Regions from separate parts of the Zea mays genome. Here region 1 is linked to region 2. A link is a contact called in public Hi-C data. All regions are on one chromosome and are shown on one strand. Each heading gives the region's core, a stretch centred on a gene start, on an enhancer-like site or on the middle of the called end of the contact. The rest is flanking DNA. Distances are from core to core; before and after follow the strand shown. Region 1 holds the start of LOC111589298. Region 2 holds the start of LOC100272540 (Protein FLC EXPRESSOR).

Region 1 (7,220 bases), core at 3,623-6,122, 150 kb before region 2:
TTTTTTGGTTTATTTGTTTGTACGACGTGTTGAATGCATATTGTGGAGCTGGACAGTTTGGCCTGCAAAATGTTTCTCTGCAGTTTTACAATATGTTTAGCTTACATGAACTGTATATGGCTCTGTGATCATCTACAATATGTACATCAAGGCACTCTGGTTGCCTCCCTGATGCCATCATCTACAATATGTACATCGAGGGGTTGTATAAACTACCAACTATTATGCATATTGTCGCATTCGTAGAATGATCAGTCAAAGCCTTGATCACATACATATGTTCAACATAACTTATGCTTCAGGTCTTTAGCATGGTATGGCAGCATGTTTGTGTATCCACTCTGTAGAAAATATCTTATGCTTCATGTCTTTAGCATGGTATGGCAACATGTTTGTGCATCCACTCTGTAGAAAAAAGATGTCATATGTACTGTATCGACACTAGAATTTTGTGTTGTTTTTTCATCTGAAAATGTAGGTGGAGAACAATGAACTTTAATTGAGTATGTTATTTCTCCAATTATACTGGATGTTTGGGCACACCCGTTCATCAGCATTGATGTTGTCGAAGTGTTAGAGGTATGCTTTTTGTCAGAATTGGAAGGCTCAAGTACTTTACTCATTTTTTAATAACCACTATGTACAAAATTCTTTTTGATTGCATTTGGGAGCTGACCAGACAAATAATTATTAGATGAGTTAACATTGACGTATATGTGGTAGTGATATACTTTTTATCTAAGCACTTATTGCCAAAGCAAATCCTTTACCTTTTGATGGTTATGTACTTATGTAGTCTGTTTTTCTATGCAGTATTTTGTGTCATTCTATAAAATTTCCCTGTGCACATGTTATCATTTGTTAGCAAAAGTTTTCTTTTGGCTTTTGAGACCCTTAAAGTTACATTTAACACAATTCATTAGTTTTTAGGCTATCAAGGCTCTTGGATGCTTACAGGCACTTGTGTCTCAAATCCTTTCAACAATTGGATCCATTTTAGTGAAAGTAAGATGTCAATGCCAGTTTACACATCACTGCCATTGTTCTTTCTTTTTGCATCTGCCAACATTATGCATCAAGTTTCTGCTGATTTATTTCATTGTTAGAATTTATGATGTCACTGCCATGGTGAAGGTGACCAACCACGTAGGCGCCCACACCCCACGTGTGTGTACCTATTTGCGGCGTACCCGGCGTTGAGCTTGTTGTTACAGCCAACCATGCGGAGGCCAGGGTCCACGATCAGGTGGTCCAATAGTGTCAGGTTGAAGTCCCCCAAGCTGATGTAAGCAACTTATAGCCTTAATAATTCCTGCTTTGAGCTGCTTCGTGCAAGATATTGCTCGCATCTGTAGGCTTAGTGGTATTTAGTTTATGGAATGAAATTGTCCATTATCATCTCACTCTTTATTTTTGTTTGGTTTATGGAATGAAATGAGTTGATCAAGCTGGCTTCGACAAGTGGCAACCTCGTGCTATACAAGTAATCATGTTTTTTGTCAGTGAGTTCGTTTCTTTTGTCACCTACGGTGCATCTGGCTATAAGAAGATAAGATTTGGTAAAGACGTTTGTTCTGAGTTATCCAACCTAGAGACCGAGCATAACGACCTTACATATAGGGATTGTATAAAGTCAAGCTATCAAGGCTAGCTACCATGCTGCATCCAGTGGAGAACTAGAGATTAACACGTATTTTATGGATGCATGTTTACATCCTTAAAACATTAATATATAGGATTAGAATAAAACTGCAGAGTTGTTTGAGGGATATGGCCATATCATACATGAACTGATTGTCAATCGTGCGATCCGTACAGAGGAAAATGTAACCTATTTTAGCCTTTTTGATTTGAGATGGAGTTTTTGTTGTTCATATATGAGCAATTAATATTTGTGATTTTGAATTGTTTGATGAGTCATACTGTACCTTCCTATAAAATGGGATATTTAAAGTTCATGTGAAAGTTCAATCTTGTTTTCTCTAATCGTGTGACTTGGACTGTTGGAGAAATGTTGGCTAATTTCACTTGTTTTCAGGAAATAGGTGGATTGCTCTGGTTGTTGAGAAGTTTGTTGAACCCGATGTTTCCTTGGTTCCAACACTGTCATGCTCCATCGATTATTTTGGAGAGTTGATCAGTGGGCAGAAACCGTGGAAGAAAAGCTGACATTTGCACTCACCCGAGCCCTATCAGCAGCGCCGGCCCTGGCAGGGGTCGAGCAGTGCCCTCAACCAGGCCCCCAGATTAATGGAGCCTCCCTTTAGGTACTAAATAACATTACGTATATACATGCATATATCATATATTGTATATGTATGTCTGCTGGCTCTACAGAACTTTGAAAGACGTAATTATAAGCAAGGAGAATTAGGCGTAGCCCGTCAATCTTGATTTCTATATTGCAGTAGTAGTACTTCGTAGTCTCAGGCCCATCTGTCTAGGCTCTCGGTCGCAGACAGACAAGCGGTCGTGTCCTCTCCTCTCGGTAGCCAACACACGACATTGGGTACGACGGCGTTTTTGTCTTGCCCTACACGACGAAAAAGAAACTAACATGATCTGATCGATTGATCTGACAACACATTACATCCATTTAATCATTGTTCAAGGTGACCTTTTGAGTCATCTGGATATATATATGCAGCATTTTTCTACGAGATGTTACACTATATTTTAGTTACTTTGTATTTAATATAAACAACGTTTTCAAATATACATAAATATTTATTAACAATATATATATATATATATGCACACTATAATTATGCGTAATAATTATTATTATAAAGGGCCTCTATTATAAGTCTTGTCCCGAGCCTCTAAAATGTCAGGACCGGCACTGCCTATAAACAACAATGCTAAAAATCCATAAGAGTATTTATTGCATGTATACATCATGTTAAGGATTAACTACTAGAGTGACTGATACGCCCGGACAACGTGATGATGGACAGCTTCAGGATCCTCAAAGAGGAAGACGTCGGCGCGCGCGCCTGCCTGAAGCTGAGGCCGGTGAGCGTGCTGATGCAGCTCATCACCTGTGGCTCGCTCTCGGTGAAGGATCACGGGAACGCTGGGGTCGTTCAGATGTGCAAGCCGAGGTTCCCGAACCTTAGGTTGCTCCCCTCGCCGCTGATCTCGCGCACCATGATGATGGGCGAGCTCGACTGTCTCTCAGAAAACCCCAAGTTGATGGGGATAAAGCTGTAGGAGCAGGAGTACTTCAGCGGGAGCCTTGTTGAGACCAAGAAGACGCAAAGAGATGGTCCGGCTAAGAGGTATCCGGCGCTTAAACGTTCTTCTTCCTACAATGTAGAAAGGTAAGCTTGATGAGTGCTTTGCTATGTTCTTGATATCCTGCTTAATCAAATTGATATCTGGGCACACATAAATATGTCTAGGCTAACTGTTGAAACCCTACATGATTCTTTGATGTTACTTACTGGTTGTCAATTTTAAAGAAAAAATGTTGCAACCCAACTGTCGAGACCTTCTAATTCATGACTCCGTACCATTTTGCGTTGTAGAGTTTGCTTACCAATTTGATTTATGTTAGTTATGTTTCCTTTTCGAAAACTATGTCTCATTAAGAGTAGAACCGATGACATGTGGGCATTGGATCCAAAATTTTGCACGAACTGTTGATAGGGACGCAAACCGTTATTGTTGGGTTTAGGCTTGGGATCAAAGAGTTAAGAATTGGAGAAGAGCCATGTACTGAAGAATATTTATGAACGCTAGCACCGTTGCTTTTGTCGTTGCCTAAAACACTAACAGGTTGATACCAGAAACATTGTATGGTTGTCATATAGCGCCAGCATGCAGCTGGCATGTATCTATCAAACAAAAATACCAAAGTACGGGAATCTACCTGCCGGGAGAGAATTTGAGGCCTGTAGGATCCCAAATCGGTAATGAGAGATTTGTAAATGAGGCGTGCTCGCACCCTGACTGTTCATCTACTCCACCGTCACCTCGCGTCCGCCCTCGTCACATTGGTTTTCGTCGAGGTGAGTTCTCCCTCCGTCCTTTTTCCTCTGCCCCACCGGCGTTCTCTGAGAATCAGCCGGTTCTCCGTCCTCCGATACGAAGGGACAATGTGCTCCACGGAGAGCTAGAACAAATTGGAACGATGAACATGGTTATGCAGTAATTTGGTTCTACCTCATGTCCAAGGTTGCCAATATATACAATAGTACAATCAGGATTGTTCTCTGGGTTCTCTTTAAATTATCATGATATTATATGTTTCCGTTGCAACGCACGGGCACTAACCTAGTTATTACCTTAGTTTAGTAGTCGATTGAGTGTTGCAGCTCAGAAACCACAAGTACAGCAAGCCATGACTCTTGGTCCACACGCGCGTCATACATTATTTACCATCTCGACTAAAAACCCCATCATACTTTTTGCTCGGACAGAATTTATCGGAGAAATTAAACTTGGCCCTATCTTTAGTTATAGCAAAAGATAGTAGCCGGGCCCTCAGTTTTGGCCACCTTCCTCGCTTCAACTGGTCGTCGGCCCCGGCGCCGGTGCCGGAGCCGGCGCAGATCCCGTCTCATCAGCCAGCTTCATGTCGGAATAGACGACGCGGCCTTCCGACTCGGAGTCGGTGCTGTTGTCCCCGGCCGAGGCGTCGGAGCTGTTGTTGTCCCCGGCCGAGTCGTCGACGCTGTCGAGGATGCGGATTCTGTTCTTGCCGGCGGAGGCGGTGGTGGCGAGGTGGCAGATGAGCAGCCCCACCAGCGCCAAGCTCAGCAAGGCCACGCGGATCCTGGTGGGCGCCATCGCGCGTGGAATCTAGCTAGTCGTAGCAGGTACCTCCCCTTCTCTGCTCGGATCGTCCGGCTGTGATTGCTTTCCTTTGTTCCTGGCTCATCTCGAATGCTGACGGTGAGGTTTTTATAGTGCCGGGATCCATGGCCGTTTGCGGTGTTCGCGTTGAAAGTGGCCGGGGTGACCTAATTTTGGGGTTTGTGAATTGCAGCCCTCCGTTGCCGCGGCTTTGAATAGCTCTTGTGCTCTGCTGCCTGCCACGCATAATGGCTTCTCTTCTACGTCCGTCCGTGTTTATACAAGTCTCGCAACACCGATTTACCTTTATTTAGCATTCGAAATCGCAGCGTCGATTGCGGACACATTCCACCTTGATTTTTTTTTTGGTGTGTGTTCATTATAAACTTAGCCTGTCGACCATTTTAGATCCTGTTTTAATTTGGATCAACCAATTTGCACTATAGCAATATAATAAAACAATCCCTAGGTGGTGAAAAAGCAGGGTATTCTAACAGGTAATAACTATATATATACTGTCTAAAGAAAAAAAAGGTGCTCAGGCCCGACCGACCAGGACAGATAGGAAATCTTACCACCACGGATGCTTTGAAGGGCCAAATGCAACAGAAAATCTGCTTTATTTTATCACAACGTTCTTTATTTATTGTTCATATTGGCGAACTCGTTTTGCAGAATTTGCCACTTGGGAATCGAAATTCGACAGGCATACTACTCCACTATAGCTGCCGTCGGTCGGCTAGCTACGAAATGTAGCCTCTGCTCTTGAGGGCCTCCACAGCGTCCCTGATGATCTTCTCCAGAGGGCTGAAGTGCAGCCCCAACGCGACGAGCTTCTTGGACCCCTCCTCGGCTCCCTGTCGCACCAGCCCAGGCTGGGTATCCTTGGGGAACCTGCAACGTACGCAACTTAATTTAAGCTAAGCAATGCTCTATCTATATCCAGGTTTTCATTTTCACAGTCACAGGACATGGTCTGGTCGGGTCGCTTACTTGGGCACCTTGTACTCAGGGTACAGCTCGGCGACCTTGGCCGCGAAGTCGCTCCAGTGGGAGATGGACTGGGCGCAGATGTGCCTCCCGGACGCTGCCGGGCTCTCGAACACCAGGATATGCGCCATGGCGGCGTCGTGCACATGCACCGCCCCCATCCAGATGTCCCTGTACTCCTCCGTGCAACCTGCGACGACGAACAGGCCGGCATCCATCCTTTATTTTCTTCTTCATTATTGAATAATTAGACAAATTTTAGATTAAATTCTGAATATAAATCATGACAAAATCAGAAGCACTGAAGTAAAAAGTCAAATCAGATGATGCGAACTGATTAGACATACTAATAGATGGCGCGCGCCGGAATAAGCATGATCGACGACGTCGAAGTAGCGAAATCAGCAGGGTCCACGAGGTCAGAAGATCACGAGCAGTCGCGTGAAGACGCTTCCCAAAAACCTTATTCGCCCTCTCCTGGTACATGATCTAGAAGGCGAAGGTTTCCGGAGACCTGCTCTCCTGATCGCAGATGCACCTCTGCGGTCGGAATGAAGAGAACTGGAAGGCGGCTCAGCTGTGAAGAGAGGCGAAAGCGAACTGGGATGATTTGGAGGCTGGCTGCCGAGCTCCTTTTATAGGGCCGAGTCCGCGACCTTCGATCTTATCCGCCCACAAAATCTCGCAATCAGTTGAGATTTTATAGCGATCGGTTAGGATAAACGTAACAGCCACCAAAAAATCAAACGGCAAAAGTTAGCCGCGCCCCCGCAAGGCGAGGGGCCGGATTTCGGCGGACCATTCACGCGCATGTCGTGCGCCCGCGCCCTTCGCCCCGCCCCGCCCCGGCCAGGCCAGGCGAGGCGAGCGAGCGCGCGCGTGTGGCTCTCCACACTCTCTCCTCCCATCCATGACTTGGTGAGTGAGTGTGGCTTCCATATTTAAGCTAGCTCTACTTCACTAAAACTAGCAATATGGTGCTATTGGTTCCACCTATTCCCTAGTCATCCACTTGTATGGGCTTTTGAGATTTTCCTGAGATTTATTTGAATTTCTTAACTGGACCAAGCCCATAAATCCTAACAATCCCCACCAGATCTCAAATGCCCATCTGCATTTTTCCGCCACTGTTCACTACTGTTTAATATACTAGTTTTTCAGCAGAGACTGTTAAGTTGAACTTCCGCCTAAAACTCCAAGCTACACCAACTCACAACTTGGACAATGGACTATGCCTTGAATTGCAAGTTTTGCGTGAATGGGTTTCACATGAAGTCATGACCAGTACTTGGCTACCAGTAGTCCCCTTCTCGGGTGGAGCATATACGTCGTACTCCAAGGTCTCTTCATGAGTTTACTAGAGATCACCCAGATCTCATAAACTGTGACGTTAGACAGTCTAACTCATATAGGTGTGTTCTTTCAAGAAT
Region 2 (7,085 bases), core at 1,832-4,331:
GGACTCTTCCGATGAAGTGCTCCCGTGGCTTGTAGTGGGCTTGTCGCCGGTCTCCATCTCCCTCTTGGTGTGATCTCCCGACATCACTTCGAGCGGTTAAGCTCTAATGAAGCACCGGGCTCCGATACCAATTGAAAGTTGCCTAGAGGGGGGGGTGAATAGGGCGAAACTGTAATTTACAAAATTAATCACAACTACAAGCCGAGTTAGCGTTAGAAATAATAATGAGTCCGAGAGAGAGAGGGCGCAAAACAAATCGCAAGCAAATGAAGAGTGTGACACGTGGATTTGTTTCATCGAGGTTCGGTTTTCGCAAACCTACTCCCCGTTGAGGAGGCCACAAAGACCGGGTCTTTTTCAACCCTTTCCCTCTCTCAAACGGTCCCTCGGACCGAGTGAGCTTCTCTTCTCAAATCAAAATCGGGAACAAAACTTCCCCGCAAGGACCACCACACAATTGGTGTCTCTTGCCTCGGTTACAATGGAGTTTTGATCACAAGAACAAGTGAGAAAGAAAAGAAGCAATCCAAGCGCAAGAGCTCAAAAGAACACGACAAATCTCTCTCGCTAATCACTAAAGCCTTGTGTGGAATTGGAGAGGATTTGATCACTTGAGTGTGTCTAGAATTGAATGCTTAGCTCTTGTAAGTGGTTGAGAAGTGGAAAACTTGGATGACTTGAATGTGGGGTGGTTGGAGGTATTTATAGCCCCAACCACCAAACTAGCCGTTTAGTGGAAGCTGTCTGTCGTATGGCGCACCGGACAGTTCGGTGCACCCCGGACATGTCCGGTGCGACAGCCATGTCACCAGGCCGTGGGGGTTCCGACCGTTGGAGCTCTGACTGCTGGGCCCTCCTGGATGTCCTGTGGCGCACCGGACATGCACTGTGGAGTGTCCGGTGCGCCAGCATGGGCGTGCCTGACCTCTGCGCACGCTGGCGCGCATTTAATGCGCTGCAGGTAGCCGTTGGCGCCTGAAGTAGCCATTGTCCCGCAGTTACACCGGACAGTCTGATGTACACCGGACATGTCCGGTGAATTATAGCGGAGCAGCCGATGCGAATTCCCGAGACTGACGAGTTCGGAGCCGCCTCCTCTTGGAGCACCGGACACTGTCCGGTGTACACCGGACAGTCCGGTGAATTATAGCGCGCTGGCTCCGAGTATTCCCGAAGGTGAAGAGTTTGAAGTCGATCTTCCCTGGTGCACCGGACACTGTCCGGTGGTGCACCGGACAGTCCGGTGCGCCAGACCAGGATGCCTTCGGTTGTCCCTTTGCTCCTTTGTTTGAACCTTTTTTCTTGGTCTTTTAATTGGCTTATGGTGAACCTTTGGTACCTGTAGAACTTATAAACTTGGGCAAACTAGTTAGTTCAATTATTTGTGTTGGGCAATTCAACCACCAAAATTAGTTTAGGAAATAGGTATAAGCCTAATTCCCTTTCAGCCTTTTCACAGTGAAAACTTCAAAGAGCATGGTTCCAAAGCCGAACACATCACTCTTGCATGATGCCTTTCCAAGGGATCCATATTCTGCATAGAAGTTCCCACTGAAGCATAGGCATGTTGAAACTTTGATTGTTAGGAATTTCTCCAATAAGATGGTGGCGGGTATTTCTCACGTGGATCACACGATTTGGTTCGTGGCTAAATGTGCCACACTTTGCCTAAGGTTAATTGTTTGAATTGAAGAACTGACCTTAGGCAGAAAAGTTAGGTAAATTGTGGCAAATTAGGCATCAAACCAAACAGGCCCTAACTTTTGTATTTCTCACCATCCACATTTAGTTTATCCCCCGCGTTTTCCATTCTAATAGATCCCTCGTTGTATTTCCACGTAGTTCAAAGCCTAGATTTATTCTAGCAGTTGGACTAGTTCAGAGTAGTTCAACTTGCCTTTATAGCAGTTGAACTGACCTGCACGAGTTGATCTGTAAATTTGACATTATCTTGAAGTTTGTGGTGATAGTTTTCAGGTTTAGTCTATTCACACCCCCTCTAAGCCATTTTCACTCTTCTCATAGCACGATGATTGCAAAACACTCATTGACTATATTTTTATGCTAAGGGCAATAACAAAGTGTCGCTGTGGTGCGACACAAATGTACTACAAGTACTTGACAGAAATTTGATGAATAAAGCAAAGGGTTCAAGCTAGAGGCATGTTGGTCCTGAGTAGGGATGTCAACAGGCACATTTTATCCATGTGTTTGTGATAAATACATATAAAGTGTGGGTTTGGATGTGAATTTGTACCTACGGGCATGCGTGTAGGTTTGATTCTTACCCGATGTTTTTTTCTTGTGAGTATGAAAAGGTCGTGTCTTTGTCCATTTAGCTTCACCTACAACACAGAGTACAAAGGATTATCACTTGCAGCCAAATTATGACTTGCTAATTGATGCAAAAAGAATACAAGATGCATAATTGACATGCTTATTTACCACACAATCGATGTACTTTTTTATGATCCAAAAAGCTATCACTTACAACCCTTATATGTTCTCTTGCATTTTGCTCTAAACCTTTTCTTGCACTTCTTAATTGTCTCGTAAACATAATCACATAAAACACACGACGAGTTACTGCACACACCACATATGGGAACACCATACCCTTATCAATACAAGGGTTATTCACATCATATACAAAGGTAGAGGTATCATCGCAACATCCTCATCAAATATTTTGTTGCCAGGGTCATATTCAGAGTTAGAGAAAATAATACAGAGTCGAAGGATATGACTAAATCACTGTCATAGTTGTTATCACTTAGTGCCTTCATTGATTCGGTGTGAGTCATCATGTGCACTTTATTCCTCACTTTTAGGTCGAACCTACATTTTATAGGTAAATCACAATGTTTGATAGACAAAATTACAATTAGAACATAATAGCCCCTTATTTCAATTAACTATTTTTATTTATTTTATAAAATAAATAAACCTAACGCGCATCCAAACATATGGCGAAAAAAAAATCCAAACGAACATAGTTTGATGTCAAGACGGTGACATAGACATAATTGCACCTACTTTTTTTCCCTCTCGTCTCTGTTGCCCGGTTGCCCCTCGCTGTGACGACTGACGAGCAACCAATCCACCCAAATCCCAGACCGAGCTCCAATCCTCAGCGCCGCCAGTCGCGCCGCCTCCGATGGCCGCGCGGCGCGGGCCCCACGTCATCAAGCTCCACGATCCCAACCCGCCCCTCCTCGGCCGGGCGCCGGGGACCGCACCGGCCGCCATCCCCGCGCCGTCGCGCGATGAGGGCATCCTCGCGCAGCACCCTCGCGCCGCCCCCTCGAGCGCATCCGCCTCGCACCCGGCCTTCGCCCTTATCGAGGAGCGCCTCGTAGCCCGGGACCAGGACATCCAGGAGCTCCTCGTCGACAACCAGCGGTTCGCCGCCACGCACGTCGCGCTTCAGCAGCAGCTTATCGCGGCGCAGCACGAGCTCCGGGCGGTCTCCGTCGCTGCCACCAGGGCGCGCGCCGAGCGGGAGGTCGAGGTGCGAGCGCTGGCCGACCAGGCGGCCCACATAGAGGCCGAGGCGCGGGCCGTCGCCGCTGCGCGCGCGGAGGTCGACCAGGTTCACGCCGACGTCCAGGTGCTCGTCGCGGCGCGCACTGACCTTGTCAACCGGCTCCAGGGCCTACGGGAGAAGCTCGCGCACAAGAAGGCTGAGGCGAGTAAGACCGATTCCGTCCGTGCCCAGATTGAAACCATGCGCCGGGAGATCCAGAAGGGCAGGTATCGGTGTTGCTTCATTTAATCACTCTGGTTTAATGTTCACTGATAATATGCGATTTCGTGATTTTTCTACCTTGTTTTGAGCTCTCCTCGCTTGTTGACCTATTGCTTATTGAAAACAGTCATGCATTTTGATAGTTAGCTTGTGAAGCTTGTAAAATACAAGAACATGCGACACCTTGTGTAGGATGACTAGGATATCTCTGTTCCGCAGCTGCTCCTCAAACCTGGTAACAAATCTGTTTCAGAGAGCTGTTGCATGTAAATGAGAACTAAGCATTTGTTGCTCCTTAAGCAAGCTGCTTTGTCCAAGGAAGCCTTTACACTGTCACCATGCCAGTTTCACAGGGTATGCCTACAACATGCTGACAATGCCCTGTGAGGTGACTTTGAAGGGTCGCCTTTTTTAGATGCCATTGTATTGGTTAACCTTGTCTCCTAAAGCCTTTTTATGTTTGTATGCAGTATGAGTTGACAGTCTGTTAATGTTTTCATGATTACATGTTCTGACTTCTGAGCTAATGCGTTTTGGATTGAATGATACAAGTAGATTTGCAGCAGTAGCATCCCGGTATACACTGGTAATAACTAATAACATGTGCATAAGGATCTAATCAGAGTAATCTGGTTCTATTACGAGTTGTGATTTAAGCTTTGGACTGGTTATTGAGATTGAGATGCATAGTAGACAATTATTTTTTTGTGCTATTCACATCTACTAAGGATGTTTCACATTTTGGGTGAATCGAACATGATTCTTCTCTTTGTTGAGGAAAATATGTGAAGTCTACATGCAAGCCATTCCACCACACATTTCATGCTTCAACTTCAATATTTCCGTCTGCACGCAGGCCATCCCACCACACATTTCATCCTTCAATGTCTCCAGACACATAAGGAGTGTAGCTTGTTTTGGCTAAGTATTGAAACCTAATCTAATAGCCCTGTAGTATTAGAATATGTGGGGAAATGTCAAATCAGTTATGGGTTTTGCATTTACTCCTGCGTGAACATTTTTTTTGCCAGACGTGCTAGCTCATAGTTGGCATAAAACTGATCTAGATCGATATATATATATATATATCATACCTGCATCTTTAAAAAAAACTAATTGGTTGGAGCCAAATTATTTATACGCAAATACAAAATCTTTGGGTTCCAGACCATGCACAACAACAATACCTTCTAGTCCCAAGCAAGTTGGGTAAGTTAGAGTTGAATCCCAAGAGAAACCACAAGTCAAGGTTCAGTCACATGGATATCTGTTTTCCATGCACACCTATTCAAGGCTAAATATTTGGTTTTATTTCATCTCTTTATGTCTCTTTTTACTGCCTCTTCCCATGTCAACTTCGGCCTTCCCCTGCCTCTCTCTCATTGCTATCACGCCTTAGGTTCCCATTACACACTAGTGCCTTTAGATCTCTGTTAGACATGTCCAAACCATCTCAATAGGTGTTGGATAAACTTTTCTTCAATTGGTGCTACCCCTAACCTATCACGTCTATCACCATTCCGGACTTGATCCATTCTTCTATGGCCACAAATCTAACGCAACATATGCATTTTTGCAACACTTATTAGCTGGATATGTTGTCTTTTTGTAGGCCAATATTCTGCACTATATAACATAGCAGGTCTAATCGCCGTCCTATAAAACTTATCTTTTATCTTCTGTGGTACCCTCTTGTCATATAGATGTCAGATGCTTGACGCCACTTCATCCACCTGCTTTAATTCTATGGCTAACATCTTAATCAATATCCCCCACTACCCGTCTTTTTGTAGCATTGATCCTAAGTATCGACTGTGCACAATAAGTAAAATTCAATCAGGAATTCAAGCATGGTGTGGCTGCATGTTATGAAAAAAATATTATCAGCTCATTTGTACCAGCCCATTGATCGGCATCCACTAATCCCACTAATCCACCTGAATCACTCTAGTCCTGCTCAATTTTTTTTTCACTGAAATGCATGGGTGTGAGGGCGTCCTTAGATTCTCAACTGGTCCCACAACAAACTCTCAAACTGAGGATCTGTGTCCTTATACCTTTGTAATTAGTTTGCTCCAAATGACAATCCATGTCCATTTCAATAGAGTGGATGTGTTGTTTTGTCCCTGACATCTTCCCATAATATGACAGAGCTGCGGTTGATTTTGAAAAGAAGGCACACTCTGATAACCTTGAACAAAGTAAAGCAATGGAGAAAAATATGATTGCTGTGGCTAGTGAGATTGAGAGGCTTCGAGGAGAGCTTGCAAATGCTGAAAAAGGGGCCACCGCTGTCAACCCAGCAGCAGCTGTTGGTAACTCTGGTACCATTCTTAATCTACTCAGAGTACTGTACTACTGTCACTTTCCTCTAAGTAGAATTTATGTATTTTGGGAGAATGGGCTTAGGCACTTAGCATAATGATCATCATTTATTGCAGGCTGTTAAACACAAAACCAATTGCTTTCAGCAGCTTAGATCATCTTTGTGGTTGCAGCTAGTTTTGTGAGATATGTACAGATTCCAATGAGTTTTTCCTGTTGTTTATATCTCAAAAAAAAAGTTTTTGGATAATTTTAATATCCTGAAGTACTGTAGAAACTTTTAAGTGTATTTGAAAGCCTGACATGATACTAAATATAGAGCCATTTGTCCCTTGAGCTTACTAGGTTATCTAAAACGCTAGCTCTTGGGATCAGTGGTCAAGAAGGGCGAGCGGACTAGTTTCAGGTAGGAATCAAAGAAACCGTTTTGGTAATAGTAGCACTAAGCTACTATCTTATACAAGAGGTGGTTGCTTGGGTGGGCCTTTGGGTTCTGTTCAGAAGATAATCCCTACATCTTCTGGCTTCTTTAATTAGGGCAGCTTCAGTATATTAAGAAACCAGGTGAAGAAGCCATCCATTTAGCTCCCGCTTTCTCGAAGCCTTAATTATTTAGTTGAAGCTATGTCTAACTTCAATTGCATTAACTTTCTTGTGTAATCCTATCTCAGGGTATGTCTAACTTTAATTGCATTAACTTTCTTGTGTAATCCTATCTCAGGGTATGTCTAACTTCAATTGCGTTAACTTTCTTATGTAACCTATCTTAGGGTATGTTGCGGCTTATGGCAATTCTGAGCCAACATATACTGCAATGTATGGCAATCCTGATGCAACATATACTGCACAGGCCTATCCTGATGCTTATAACACTAATCAGGTTTGTTTACTTGCTTTGTGATTCTTCTATTATTTGCTTTTGATTTAACTACAACAATTGTTCTTGGATGCATCTAAAAGGTGCAGTCTATTGAGATACACTAATGAAAATAAAAAAATATGGTTTCAGAAT

What was found. A called contact is a pair of places that touch in the nucleus more often than the background predicts.
Region 1: a contact with region 2 is called in a Hi-C map of leaf, with 3 times the contacts expected there. The contact joins the promoter of LOC111589298 here to the promoter of LOC100272540 in region 2. A contact is called at or near these places in 3 of 25 Hi-C or Micro-C datasets (leaf and root tip).

The regions. Positions count from the first base shown.
Region 1 is chr5:2,909,363-2,916,582 of Zm-B73-REFERENCE-NAM-5.0, forward strand. It overlaps LOC111589298, which reads right to left and starts at 4,873. Exons shown (of 1, transcript XM_023300099.2): 1 at 4,197-4,873. The coding sequence starts at 4,794. The coding sequence ends at 4,513. LOC100191263 reads right to left here. Exons shown (of 5, transcript NM_001136697.1): 4 at 5,794-5,980; 5 at 5,374-5,694. The coding sequence ends at 5,544. It also overlaps the pseudogene LOC100192040.
Region 2 is chr5:3,059,320-3,066,404 of Zm-B73-REFERENCE-NAM-5.0, forward strand. It overlaps LOC100272540 (Protein FLC EXPRESSOR), which reads left to right and starts at 3,082. Exons shown (of 4, transcript NM_001147008.1): 1 at 3,082-3,753; 2 at 5,900-6,072; 3 at 6,844-6,953. The coding sequence starts at 3,158.